3 separate regions of the Mus musculus genome follow, and all the other regions are linked to region 1. The links are chromatin contacts, called in public ChIA-PET and Hi-C maps. All regions are on one chromosome and are shown on one strand. The core of a region is the stretch at or near the end of the contact, and the rest is flanking DNA. Distances in the headings are between cores, read along the strand shown. Region 1 has its middle 2.9 kb from the start of Gm51462. Region 2 holds the start of Lysmd4 (LysM, putative peptidoglycan-binding, domain containing 4). Region 3 overlaps Mef2a (myocyte enhancer factor 2A).

Region 1 (2,543 bases), core at 31-2,530:
TCTCATGATCTCAGGCACTCATGGGGCTAAAGCAGCTGCTGAAGTTACAGAGTTTAAAAAACAAGGTGGGGGTGGTCCAGGCTACGGAGTTCCCCCAAGCCCCTCGCAGGTGATATATCTCAGCCTAAGAGGATACCACAGGAGTGCTAGACAAGGATGATCACAATCTATGTTTTCCATTTAAATGCTTAAGGTGCAATAAAACAGAAAGCACCCATTACCATTGTGATTTCATGGCAATATACACACATCTGAGTTAAAGGCAGGTCATTTGGAAGGAAATTATACACATTTTTGGAAAGTAAACTTTAAGGTAAGTGAAAGCTAAACAAGGAACTATAGGGCTGGCTCTGTGGACAAAGTGCTTTGCCGGACAGGCATGGGGACTGAGTTTGAATCTTCAGGACCCATATAAAAGAAACCAGATGTGGCTGGGAACACCTGTAATCCCAGCACTGGGCAGCCAGAATCAAGGTGTTAGGGAGGGTTGGGGCAGGACTATGGTTGGAGACAGGTAGATCTCCACAGCTTACTGGTCAGTCTATCCAGCCAATCAGGGCGCAGCAAGTTCAGCAAGAGACTGTCAAAACAAAAACAAAAAAAAAAACAAAACAAACAAACAACAACAACAAAAACAAGGAGAGGCATGGTAGAGGAAGACACCTATATCAACCTATGGCCTCTACACACATCTACTAGCACCTGCATGCACGTGTGTGTGTGTGTGTGTATGTGTGTGTGTGTGTACGCGCCTGCACTCACACAAGTGGGACATGCTGTTATATTCTTGTCATCTCAGCATTTGGAAGGCTGAAGATAGGAGGATCTTGTGTTAGAAGCTAGCCTGGGCCATATAGTGTGTTCAAGGCCCACGTGAGCTATGTGAGATCCTGTCTCAATAAAACAAGACAGTACAACAACAACAACAACATGACATGTGACAAGAGCCATGATTAATGCATGAGAGATGGTGTCTCAGAGCCCAGCTCCGTGGTAAGAGAGAGGTTGGCAGCTCGCTGAGGAGTGTCACCTACAACCTTAGTAGAACTTTTGGGTCTCTGCCTCATTCCAGGGCTCCTCGGGTAGAACTGGCATTTTAATCTCGTTCTTAGGAGGTTGTCGGAACCTTTAGAATTTCAGAAAGTTGTCTAAGAAAACCCTGGGGCAGAATCCCCTGGCATGACTTAGATTGCCTAACAACATAAAGCACCTAGCTGAGTTCACACTGACAAAACCCGGTAACGTCTTGATGATCTGTGCCGGGTTTCCACTATGTCAGGGGCTAGGCCACCCCAGTGACCTTCCTTTTCCTGTGTAAAAGCATGACCTCATTTGGCCCTAGAGCAGAGCCCAGGAAGTCTTGCCTGTGTGTAGATGAAGGAGTGCAGGGCAGAAGCAGGCTTGGATGGCTTGGGATGGCTTCCCGGCAACTCATGGCTGAGCCTAAAGAGAATGTTGGAAGGACCTGCAGAGAGGCTGCCAGCTGCAGGGGCCAGAAGATAAGAGTGTTAATTTAGCTTGGCTGCCATCCAGTAAGCTGAGCAAAGCGAGGCCTACAAGCTCAGGGTAAAAATAAATAAATAAATAAATAAAAATAAGTTGGCAGCTGTTTCGGCTCCCTTTGTAACACTAGCTACACGGATCCCGCACATCTCCAGTGCCCGTTAGGCACTATGTCAGAAACCTGGAGTGGTTGTTCCCCTGTCCCTCAGCAAAACCCCGGCAGGTTCATGTTCTCACCTCCATTTCATGGGGAGGGTGAAGTGGCTCTGGCCATCGTGAGTTGCCTGTGGCCACTCAGTCCTCGGCTCACCCCCACCATTTTCTGCAGCCTTAAGCAGGAAGTGGAAATAGGCTGGCTGTTTTTAAAGCTCCATCAGGACCAAACCCTAGCAGATGCTGGGTTTAAAGACTGCTCCTGTATCCTAACACAGGGTTTCAGAAAGGAGAGCAGTGTCTTCCTCGCTCTCAGCTTGCAGACACTGTCTCCTCAACCCTCTCCACACTGGTGCAGACAAGAGTCACTGTTAGCCACGTGGCAGACTGAGAGACTAAGCAAGTTGCCAAAACACTCATCTTAAGACTTGTGCACCTGTGACAAATAGCCCACGTGGTTGCCCTTCTCTGAGCTGCCAGAAAAGATGTAATGGGGTCACACAATGCACCTGATACATGGCAGAGCCTCAGTACAGGAACTCTGACCTCTCTCTCCCTTTCTCCTCCTCCCCCCACCCCCTTCCTGTCTCTCTCTGAATGGGCCTGGACACTCCGCTCAGTTTCTTCCATGCGTCCCAGAGACACCTGAAGAGAGCAAGACAAACTGTCCAAATTGGAAAGGATTCTCCTGCTGACAAAGGAGTTGGAGAATTTTTCCCTTAAATGCTGTGTCTCAACATCTTTAATCCATCCACATTAAAAAAAAAAAGCAACTATTTTGCATCCTTGCTTAATATTATTTGAAATTTCTAATGGAATTAAATACTATGATTCAAAGCCAAACAAATTATGTATATTTAATATGCTTCATGAAACAGTAACTACCC
Region 2 (2,543 bases), core at 13-2,512, 200 kb after region 1:
GCCGTTGGCTGCTGTTCTTCTGGTGCTCCTTGCCCCGGGGTCGTAACACCACCTGATGTGACTCTTCCTCAGAGGAGTCCCCAGAGTCCCCGCTGCCATTGTTGAACATGTAAACGTGGCTGTTTGGAGTCCTGCAGACAGCAGCTGGACCTTGGAAGCTCTTGGCTAACACTTCCTTCTGCCTCATTTTCTCTTAACTGAAAATCAGACCTGGAGTTAATTCCACACAAATGCTATTCATTTTCCTCTGGCTTCCTAAAGAGGACTGTCTCGTTAGTAACTTCCTAATATTGCCAATATCAAACAAACAGCATCAGGACAGAAGGACATCCTCACACCTGTCCACCTGATACTGACACAGAATAAGATCATACTTTCCCTAAGTGCTTACTGTGTGCAAAAAAGATTCCCCACCCTTCTTCCCCACCCCCAGCTGTGCTTCCCCTAGCCCACAGAAGAAACCACTGTGTCTCAGCACTGTGTGAGGTGACAACTGTTCTCAGCTCTCTGACACTGAGAATCTTACACTTAGAATCTTTGGACAAAAACCTCATTAGGCATCCCAAGGTGTCTTCAGGGGAAAGGACAGAAGCTGGGAACAACCATAGTTCTCTTATTTTGACCCTGGCTGACGTGACCTAATTGATGAGCAATGGAAAAACCTATCAAATTTCAATTTGTCCGTTTCTCACAGTCATTCTGGACTCATTTCACCCCCACGGTCCCCTTATTGCCACCTGGAGTCAAACGCCAGAGCCACAACCAACCTTTCCCTTCCAAATGGCTGGAATGAGACTCCAGGCATTCCTGGCGGTCCCTTCTGCATGGCCCTTTAAGGGAACAGCCAACCTCAGGTATCTCCCTCTGGTCTCAAATTCTGAGCCCCTGGCACCCGGGGCGGCCAAAAGAGGCCTCAGTTTCCCTCCAATGACAGGTGGGCTGTCATTAAGCAGGAGACAAAACAAATTTCAGACGTCCCCGCCCCTGGGCCTAAACAGGCCCGGCCCCAACTTTCCAAAGAATACACATCCTGCCACTCCCGCAAGCCGGCACCAGCCCTCTGTGGACACAGGCACTGGCCCTGGATTGGCAGCCCTCCACTGAGCCCACAGTGACAGGGCCAGAAGCCCTGGCCCCCCAAGTCAACCCAGCAGACCCTGCTCCAGGTTCGGGTACCTCGCTCCCAGGCTTCACCGCCACCGCGCCCGCCGATTGGCTGCAAAAAGCAGGTCTTCCGGGGGCGGGGACTAAGAGCCAACCAATGACTTCAGAGGAGGGCGGGCCCTGGCAGAGCCGGGAGGTGCTGAGAGGTCAGAATGAGGGCGGGCCCTGATGGGCGGGGCTCCAGCGTGGACCCTGGACTTGTGCTCCTATGTCATTTATCCCAGCTGTTCCCGGTTTCCCCTTCTGAGCCAGGTATCTTGGCCTCCTCGGTGGCCACAGCTTTCTGCTAAGCCTCGGTCTTCTTCCCGGCAGGAGAGACCTTTGACCCATGTGCGTCCTGATCCGTGGCCAGGAGCGTACCCAGTACGGCGGTGCGCCACTCGAGAGGCCTGACCCAGGTAGCCTCAACCTGAATCTTCGACCCAGTATCCTTTGAGGGGCCGAATGGTTGCCAGCCCCTGCCCAGAGATAAACAGAAGTCCAGGGATGTGAAATGTTGCCCTGACAACACAGACCAGAATTGGATAAAGGAGAATATGTATCATCTGGCCAGCCAGAGCGTCCCTGCTATTTGGAAAAGGGCGGAGAACCTGTGGCATTGTTTTGTAACCAAGATTAAAATCCTTAATGGAGTAAGACTCATCCAATGAATAAGGAAGAAACTAAGTGTCGTGGGCAGGCATTACACCAAAGAATGCAGATGGCTGGCCGCTGAACCAAGGTGCTAAGCCTGTCTGGGAATCAACATTGAAACAAGAGCCCAGAAATTCTTCCTATGATTTAGAATAAAACTAAAAGTCTTACTCTAAATGTCTAAGGCCAGGAAAGCACCAGGTCATGGCCCTCTCTGCTAGCCACAGGACTCTTCTTTCTGGCTTTAAACATCTGTTTAAACATTTGTTTACTTTGCCCCCCAACCCAGGAGGTGAGCCTCGCTAATATACCCAGCACATGTGTTTCCCACTGAGGTATTTGTGGTTTGTGACAGTTTACAGGCTTGGATGAGGCTGCCTGAGAAGTATGAACGCTATGTCCCACCTATCAGAGTGGGCCAGGTGCCCAGCCACATGAACAGGTCCACTGATCTGATCCCAAGTTAGTGGAGACCCACCCCATCACCAGAGGTATCCACTCGGATATCCTTCAACCCTTGTCAAACATGTTGTCCCCTCCCAAGTCCAGCCTTCTCCTGGGATAGAGGATGCAAGGTAGCAGGGGCCAACTATTTAGCTTTCTGAATATGGCTCTGAACTCCAGGGCTAAGCAGAACTGCCATGGAATGTCGAAAGTTTTGTCTTTTAATTTTTTATTTCTTTTAAAGAGTCTAAGCCAAGCCCTTCACAAGGGCACTGACCCAGTCCCCTCTTTAAGGCTCCACC
Region 3 (2,543 bases), core at 15-2,514, 180 kb after region 1:
TTTTGTTGAGTAAATGATCAGTTTATTCATTTGCAGAGAAACCAGTGAGGCTTAGGACACTTCACAAATTGGAAGAAACTTGACTTACTCAAGTGAAATAGGAAATATCAATGAGCAGACTGTTTCTAGCATAGAAGTATTTCATAACCACTTAAAAGGAGAAAACCTGTCTTATTCATTTTTACTGTTTTTAAAGTTTAACAGTTCCCTTCCAGTCTCTTCTTTGTCATATGCAAGGCTTTACCCCACTAAGATAGTTTTATTCATGGGAACACTGTTATTTGCAAATGGTAAACATATATTATTACTCAAAACTATAGCATTTATTAGTAAACACTTACTGTGTCTTATAATGTGTTGGCCACTGGGAAAATAAAACACACAGCAGTTTTCTAACAATAGAGTCTGGTAGTAGACAGGCATGTATACAAACTGTCTGGCCAGATGGGGTAGCTATGCAGGGATTAAATGTATATGTGCACAGTGTTAAACTTGGAAGTGTCTCAGAAGCAATGCTGTGTGTAGGAGAGACCCATGTAAGAGGAGGTGGGATTAAGGGACAGGATGGGGCTTTAAATCATTGGCTAGAGAATTTAAAAGAATTTTCCTTTATTTTGAAAAAGCAACTATAATGTAGAGGCAAGTACTATATGCATCGTTTGATATGTATAGAACCTCTGTAAAGTTGCAAACAGCTACTAGAATCCAAATGCCATGTTTTTCTAAAGAAAGATCTTGTTGCAAGTTCCAACAGTCTTAGTTAACTCTCTTATCCCTCTTATGTGCTGAGTACAGTCGGAGGAAGAGGAATTGGAGTTGGTGAGTGTGGTTTCCTGCTTGAACAGAGTTGAAAAATATATAAATAGTACTAATTATTTTAAATGTTCTTATTTAACCTTTGTTCCTTTGTTACAAAGATATTTTTCTATTTGTTTTCCACTATCCAAACATTTTTTAATCAAGAAATCCACCTACTGGCACTACTGATCCTAGTTATGTTTATGTTTATTGCTGTATATATTGGTCCCTTTTATTTGATGGGTAAAGGAGAAGACATATTGAAGTAACTTGTAAAAACAATAGCTATCCATGAACACAAGATACTTAAGCTTTTTTTGCTAAGGAAGTACACAAAATACCTTATGTGGCTTTCGAAATTATTAAAGTGTTTTTAGAAAATGACTTCACCCTCAGAGTCCCTGAGATCGTAACACAGAATCTTGTGTTATGTTTCTTTCTTTCAAAAAGATTACATCATTTTTGGTGAGGTCACCTTTTTCAGAGTTGATTATCTCATCCTGCATGAGGCAGTCGGAACCACAAGGGGGTTCCCTGTTTACAAAAAGAAGTGGCTGTGATTGAACACACACACATTTGCTTCTTACGAGGAATGTTTGAGTCTTTAAAAGCAGCTCTTACCTGTTTATCCAAAACATATTTTATGTTGTTTTTTTCCTGTGGAAAAAAAACTTGACTAAAAATAACTTACCTCTATGTTGGGAACTAAAACCCAAACTCAACAGATGTCATCATATGCATTCCAAGTCTAATTAGATGACTCCGATTTAAAGGGAATAAAAACTTGTGAGTGTTCCAGTGTTAGCATGGGCAGGGGTTAGGAGTGCATGTGAGCATGGGGTGTAAAGGCACCCACTATTTTCATTTCCTTATGATGACATGTTTATGCATGCTGGTGTGTTTTTAACAGTTTCTTTTCAAATAAGTTTCTTTGTTCTTTATCCTTAAAATAAGAGATGATCTTTTATTTGTTCTGTGCTTGCTCATTTTTGGATTGGTATATGAAATATACTCACTGATTAGCTATAAATGTGATGCTAGATTATACAATGAATATCTTTGGGGGGAAATTCTTGAGTTAAGGATGCCACTAATGGTTGCATTATGGTTCAAACTGAAATAATTCATCTTTTACTAGACCCTGCTCTTTACCCTTAAATTATTGTCCTAAATGCTTTAATTATCTATCACTGTGTTGCCCTCTAGTGGTTCTGAAAGTCACTTACTCACGGAACACACTGCTTGCAGGGATCTAGCTGGTGGGCAGACCAAGTATGGAGGGTCATTATTTCTACAGTCTTTGAAGTCATACCAAGAAGTTGCCATGAAGATGCAACTCTAAAAAGCCCAGAGTAGGGATAGCCTACACAGAACCATCTGAACACTATTTTTACCTAGTTTTATTTGAGACCAGATTAAGTCTCTCCCTCAAAAACTCATTGAAATTGTTGACTCAGTGCTGAGCCTGAACTGTTTCTCCACCTGTCATACCAATGTGTGACACTGTGTGACTTTGCCTTCCTTAAAATGACACTTAACTGCAGAATCTCAGAGATAGTTTCTGAGTGTGTTGAAATGTAGAAATCATGAAGATAAGAAAGATCGCTAAAAAGTGTAGTCAATCACACTCTTTACAACTTCATAAACACCCATGGAAGGAGTTACAGAGACAAAGTTTGGAGCTGAGACGGAAGGAAGGAAGGAGCATCCAGAGACTGCGACTGCCCCACCCGGGGCATCCATAC

Evidence for each region. A called contact is a pair of places that touch in the nucleus more often than the background predicts. ChIA-PET counts read pairs in DNA pulled down with a chosen protein or histone mark.
Region 2: a contact with region 1 is called in an RNA polymerase II ChIA-PET map of effector CD8 T cells, with 56 read pairs. The contact joins the promoter of Lysmd4 here to the enhancer-like site in region 1. A contact is called at or near these places in 5 of 39 promoter capture datasets (embryonic stem cells, hematopoietic stem and progenitor cells, hippocampal neurons and 2 more), 2 of 484 Hi-C or Micro-C datasets (the HPC-5 cell line and natural killer cells), 4 of 115 datasets of contacts at active chromatin or transcription factors (effector CD8 T cells, heart atrium, kidney and 1 more) and 3 of 9 other capture datasets (adipose tissue, liver and pancreatic islet).
Region 3: a Hi-C map of the N1E-115 cell line shows a contact between it and region 1, with 3 times the contacts expected there. The contact joins two enhancer-like sites. A contact is called at or near these places in 1 of 15 datasets of contacts at CTCF or cohesin (pro-B cells), 10 of 484 Hi-C or Micro-C datasets (the Ba/F3 cell line, the HPC-5 cell line, the HPC-7 cell line and 7 more) and 4 of 115 datasets of contacts at active chromatin or transcription factors (CD8 T cells, bone marrow-derived dendritic cells, heart atrium and 1 more).

What each region holds. Positions count from the first base shown.
Region 1 is chr7:67,420,783-67,423,325 of GRCm38.p6, reverse strand. No RefSeq gene overlaps it. Among named protein-coding and RNA genes, the nearest start is that of Gm51462, 2.9 kb to the right of the region's middle. Within about 2 kb of position 1,280, at least 35 of the 459 cell types and tissues checked have an H3K27ac peak or open chromatin away from gene starts, as enhancers often do. A contact at or near this core is called in the N1E-115 cell line, bone marrow-derived macrophages, effector CD8 T cells and 3 more, where this site is marked.
Region 2 is chr7:67,221,263-67,223,805 of GRCm38.p6, reverse strand. It overlaps Lysmd4 (LysM, putative peptidoglycan-binding, domain containing 4), which reads right to left and starts at 1,262. Exons shown (of 3, transcript NM_175215.4): 1 at 1,177-1,262; 2 at 1-197. The coding sequence starts at 187. It overlaps 1700112J16Rik (RIKEN cDNA 1700112J16 gene), which reads left to right and starts at 1,348. Exons shown (of 3, transcript NR_131044.1): 1 at 1,348-1,562.
Region 3 is chr7:67,242,797-67,245,339 of GRCm38.p6, reverse strand. The region is part of intron 8 of Mef2a (myocyte enhancer factor 2A); the gene reads left to right. Among named protein-coding and RNA genes, the nearest start is that of Lysmd4, 22 kb to the right of the region's middle. Within about 2 kb of position 1,264, at least 83 of the 459 cell types and tissues checked have an H3K27ac peak or open chromatin away from gene starts, as enhancers often do. A contact at or near this core is called in the N1E-115 cell line, bone marrow-derived macrophages and heart atrium, where this site is marked.